Linked DNA regions of Mus musculus: region 1 is linked to region 2. A link is a contact called in public HiChIP or PLAC-seq data. All regions are on one chromosome and are shown on one strand. The core of a region is the stretch at or near the end of the contact, and the rest is flanking DNA. Distances in the headings are between cores, read along the strand shown.

Region 1 (2,700 bases), core at 9-2,508, 160 kb after region 2:
ATGGCTTGCTGGCCAGAGTGGAATTTTAAGGCTCTTCTATTCAGAACAGTTTAACTTTTCATGCTGCTCGGCCAAAGGCATGGTCCTGGGACCTGTTCAGCTGCCATCAACCAGTTACTGTAGAGACCAGGACACCTTGCTTCCCTGCCTGGGCAGGGATGTCTCGGAGTTCGCTGTGGCCCACGTGACAGGTGTGTTGAGATGAGGCTGGGGTGGGGGTAGACAACACAGTAATGAAATGTGGGTTATCTGCTCCTGTAGTCTCCACTGGGCTCAGTGAGGATTACATGGCTTGTTTGTGTGCTTGTTTATCTTTTCAGTTTTATGGGGAGGGGGGCAGGGTCTCAAAATGTAACCTCCGTTGGTCTGGAACTCAGAGATCTGTCTGCGTCTGCCAGCCAGCACCAGGAGTTAAGGTGTGTGCCACAGCACTGTCTTGTTTTATTTGAGATTGAATCTCACTGTCTGACTGGCTAGCCTAGAATTTGCTGTATAGACCAGGCTGGCTTCAAACTCAGAGAGAGTAGCTAGCCTGTTTTTGCCTCATGAGAACTGAGAGTAAATGTGTGTACCAGCACACCCAACATACTAGACCTTTAATAAATGTGTAATGAATGGAAGAACATGGATAATATGTAAAATGATGTTAAATGGCACATCTTGATTGAAAAACTTAAGCTAAATTGAAAATTACCAAATATATTCCCAACTAAAATAGTTTTTAGAAGAGTTATTAAAAATTCCTAGCCTCTTAGAGCATATACAAAGTAGAATAATGTTAAGTAATATAAAATAATGAAAACACTTTGAGGCAATGATTACTGCCTGACAATCTATAATGAGAATGATTAAAAAAAAAGTAACAATTTAAATATTGAAAATGTGCTTTATAAGCTAAGCATTAAATATCCAAATTTGAATTTGTGTTTCAGTTTTATTATTATAGGTTTTAAGTATGTTGCTGTTTTGTGTGTGTGAGTGTGTGTGTGTGTATTTGTCCTACAAATGATTCAGTAGAAAAGATAACAAATTACTTCTTTATGGTTCTCAAAATATTTCTGTTCCTTAAGTCTTTTACACAGTTCAGTAGAGTTTGGGGTCCTCTGCTGCCTTCTTTCCACATCCTCACGATCTACTGCTATTGCAGTGGGTCAATTAAAAGATTTAGTTAACTTGCATTGTTAAGAAGTTCTAGCCCACACTGACACTGAATTGGGCGCGGTACGTCTGACTCATAGGGCTTGCCTGTCTTAACTAGTGGCGAACATACCATGGACCCTGCTCACTGAGGCTCCAGGGCTTCCTTTGCTTTTGCCGTGCTCTTAGTCTGCCTCTTCTTGTTTCTTTTACTCATCCCTCCGCAGCCTTCCAGCTAAGATCATTCATTAGCTCCGTGCTTAGTCTTGGCCTCAGCGGGAATTTGGGCATTTTTACTTGATGATATTTTCCTTTTGTTTGGTGCTAGAGGGTAGGACCGGCAATGTTTTCTGTGGATATCCTGTGCAGACAGATTGGACAGGAACTTGTTGTACAAGAACAAAGGAGTGGGAAGAAGGAGGAAGGAAGGAGGGAAAGAAGGAAGCTCTGTAAGAGTCAGAGACAGGAGGGGCGGCCAGGCCAGGGAACGGAAAGACAGTCTCCTGGGCTTGGGTTCTGGGCCTTGTCTCTTAGGTACTGCATTTATCTTGTGTTTTTCACTTCATCTCAGGGGTATGTACCAGTGGTTGGCTTTTATTACATTTATTAAATTTTGAAGAAGAGTTTTTTGTGTATGTGTTGATTATATAGTAAATATATTACCTAACTCTCCTGGGACAAGAATACCCAACTCTTCCCATAGCTTTAAATTTTACACAGGATTGTCCTGTGGACTCCGTTCTTTGTACGTTTTGACACCTTGACTTTGGTAGCCCTCTTTTGGACCTGAAGTCCCTCCCTAGAGCAGATGGACCATGTCTAGATATCTCCCTGTATATTGACAGTTGTCAGTGCGGAACTTTGGTTCATCACATTTAAAGAGACATGCAGTGTAAACCGAGCTATGTGTGGCCCCAGGGGGCTTGCTGCTCATCTCTAATAGTGCCTGCTGTGAGTTTGCAAGCCACACATTATCCTTCAGCAAACCTTTTGTTGTGTGCTGGGTAGTTTGTTTGGAGATGGGGTCTTGCTATGTTGTGCTTATGTGATGTGGGACTTAACATCCTCCTCCCTTAGCCTCTGGAGTGCCCGTGTTACAGCCATGTGCCACATGCCGGGGACTTTGGTTGGTTGGTTGGTTTTGGTTTTTGTTATCTTTTTAAAAAAGCCTCTTGTAAATAAGCTCTTGGGGGGGGGGGGCAGCAGCTGTTGTTGTTCTGTGTGTCTGTACTTATTTGTCAATGAACAAATAAGAAACTTCCTGGCCTCAAAACATTGCACCCAAGAGACTTAGGTACTATACATGCATGTAGGAGTATATGCACTTTTGAATAGGATCATCAGAAAATGTCCTCAAAGGTTTACATTTGAGTGAAAAAAAATTTGGGGGGGCGGTTTGAGACAGTGAGTGAAATATCTTTGAGACAACTATTTTAGCCAGAAGAAAAGGCAAGTGGAAAAAAAAAAGTCAGGGTGTGTGCCTGCCCTGTTTAAGCAGTAGTGGGGAGGGTAGTGGTGGGCAGGAAAGCAAGGGTAAGGGAGAAGGTTGACCAGGGCTGGAGA
Region 2 (2,700 bases), core at 22-2,521:
GCAAGCCATACCCCCAGCCCACAACTGCCGATCAAACACATTTATATCAAATCACTCATCGGTTCATTAAATGGAGTGCAATGATTCATTTAGAACAGAGGACTACATAATAAACGCAGGGGACCACGGGAGGGGTCTGTAATCTGAGCGGAAACCAGAGGGGGAAGGTGGCCAGCTGAGGCCTGCCTGAGCTAGAGTTGAGTTCCGGGTCAGCTGGACAGATATCTGAAGGATCCCTAAGCAAGCAAACACATGGAGCTGGGGATGTAGCTCAGTGGTGCAGGAGAGAGCACTCGAGGCCCTCCGTTTTCTCCACGTACCTCAATCAATCAAACTGTAGACTAAGAACTCAGGAGGACAGAACAGGGAGTACTCAGATCACGGGTGGGAGGAAATGGAAGCCAGAGGGATGAGCTGGGATTTGAGGATCTGGTGCAGTGTTTTGGTTGGTGAAGGAATAAAGTGAAAGCAAGCAGGTAAAAAGAGAGACACCACACAGGCATGAAACAGAGGAAAAACATACAATGGAAGGCCAACTTTCCAACGCCCTTTTCCACTGTTCCCCAGTAGAGCATAAATAACCATCAAAGAACTGAGAGACGGTGTGTCTGTCCCGGCACCACCATTCAGACGGCTACCCGCCCTTAACAGCAGGAAAGATGACTCACAACCCTAAAGCCTCGTCCCACACATAATCCATGCTGTGAGCTAAAGTTCACGCTCACCTCCTCAACTACTCCTTTCTTCATTCCTTTCTTTCTCATTTCAGATGCCTAATGACTAGATGGAGGAATCTTGCATTTACTCACTACTTATGCATTGTTGTCTGTATGGGCACATAAGTGCCACAGCACAAATGTAGAAATGTGAAGACAATTTTAGGGAGTCAATTCCTGAATTCTACCAGCTGGAATCCTGGGGACTGGACTCAGGCTAGTGACTGGGGTGGCAAGAGCCTGTATTCAGTAAGGCATCTCATAGGTCCCAGAAGTTAATAGTTTTATTCATGAATACATGAAACAGATAAATAGAGTACTCTTTTTTTTTTAAAGAAGCTTTTTGCTGGGCAGGGTAGCTCAGACTAGTAATTTCAGTACTCCAAGGCTGATGCAGGGGGATCGTTTTGAGTTCAAGTCCAGTCTGAGCTACATAGCAAGAGCTTGTCCTAAAATAACAAAATCAAGCCTAAAAAGAATAGGTATGGCCCCCATAGATTCATGTGTTTGAAGGCTTGGCCCAGGGAGTGGCACTATCTGGGGGTGAGGCCTTGTTGTGGGTGTGGCCTTGTTGGAGGAAGTGTGTCACTGTGGAGATGGACTTTGAGGTGTCCTATGCTTAAATTAAGCTCTGGCCAGTGTGGAATGCAGTCTCTTGGCTGTCTTCAGATCAAGATGTAGAACCCTCAGGAACTTCTCCAGCATCATGTCTGCCTGGATGCTGCCACACTTTCTGCCATGATGATAATGGACTGAACCTCTGAAAGGGTAAGCCAGCCCCAGTTAAATGTCTGCCTTTATAAGAGTCTTGGTCATGGTGTCTCTTCACAGCAATAAAATCCTAACTAAGACAGCTTGGATCTGTGGAGCTTCCCCCAATTCTGTGCTCTTCCTGACACCCCCTCACCACTACTTCCCTCTCCACATTCTTTCCCTGGTGGATTTGTGAAATTGTATGAAAATGTTCCTGCCACTTCAGCTTTTTCTTCTCTCTTATGGAAATCTGTCACCATGCTTTCTGTAGACTCTCAGGGAGAACAGCTTTGCCCATTATTCACTATGGTCCAGCCTATGACGCCAACTTGTCCTGGGGATAATTAGCAATTTAGCCTAACTTCATTCTTCTTTTATTTACTATTCTGCATGGATGGGTACTTTGCCTGCACATATTTCTGTGCATTGAACACTGCTTTGACAAGGCCAGTGGATCCCTAGGGACTGGAGTTACAGAGGCTGTGAGCTCCACAGATGTGCCGGGGGACTAACTCGCATCCTCTGGAAGAGTGGCCAGTGCTCTTACCTACTGAGCCACCACTCTAGGCCCCAACGTCATTCTTAAGTTGATTCACTTAAAATATGGCACCTGGTGATCTTCTTAAAAGATTTATTTTTTAAGTGTATGAGTGTACAGACATGTGTATGTATGTGCATCTCATGTATGCCGGTGACCATGGAAACCAGAAGAGGGAGTCAGATCCCCTAGAGCTGAAGGAGTTAGAGGGGGTTGCAAGTCACCTAGTGTGAGTCCTGGGAGCCAAACTTAGGTCCTCTGCAAGACCAAGTGTTCTAACCACTGACCAATCTCTCCAGCTCCACATTTTAGACAAGGTCTTCTATGTAGCCCAGGATGGCCTTAAAGTCTGAGAAATCCTCCTGTGTCAACCTCTCAACTGCTAGGATTTCATATATTACGGCATATATGTGCTACCTACCTAGGTAATAAGTCTTTTAAACAGGCCCTTATATTGGAATAATGATGTACTAGTTAGAAAAAAACATTGTCTGGACCACAAGATGCCTCAGCAGATAAAGGCAGCTGCTATCACACCGAGCAACATGCATGCAGGCCCTGGGATCCACCTGATGGAAGGAGCTGTTCTCCGACTTCCACACTCATGTGCCATGCCCGCACACTCATGTGAGCACACAGGTGCACACACACACATAAAATAAGTAAAATGTCATGTAGCAGCTTTTTTGAGTA

The links. HiChIP or PLAC-seq counts read pairs in DNA pulled down with a chosen protein or histone mark.
Region 1: a FOXA1 HiChIP or PLAC-seq map of pancreatic cancer cells shows a contact between it and region 2. The contact joins two enhancer-like sites. A contact is called at or near these places in 7 of 484 Hi-C or Micro-C datasets (B cells, the HPC-5 cell line, Th1 cells and 4 more), 6 of 115 datasets of contacts at active chromatin or transcription factors (the HPC-7 cell line, effector CD8 T cells, embryonic stem cells and 3 more) and 2 of 9 other capture datasets (adipose tissue and liver).

What each region holds. Positions count from the first base shown.
Region 1 is chr1:156,615,868-156,618,567 of GRCm38.p6, forward strand. The region is part of intron 1 of Abl2 (v-abl Abelson murine leukemia viral oncogene 2 (arg, Abelson-related gene)); the gene reads left to right. Among named protein-coding and RNA genes, the nearest start is that of Tor3a, 57 kb to the right of the region's middle. Within about 2 kb of position 1,259, at least 152 of the 459 cell types and tissues checked have an H3K27ac peak or open chromatin away from gene starts, as enhancers often do. A contact at or near this core is called in Th1 cells, bone marrow-derived macrophages, macrophages and 3 more, where this site is marked.
Region 2 is chr1:156,453,925-156,456,624 of GRCm38.p6, forward strand. All of the region lies in intron 3 of Soat1 (sterol O-acyltransferase 1), which reads right to left. Among named protein-coding and RNA genes, the nearest start is that of Soat1, 19 kb to the right of the region's middle. Within about 2 kb of position 1,272, at least 66 of the 459 cell types and tissues checked have an H3K27ac peak or open chromatin away from gene starts, as enhancers often do. A contact at or near this core is called in Th1 cells, bone marrow-derived macrophages, macrophages and 3 more, where this site is marked.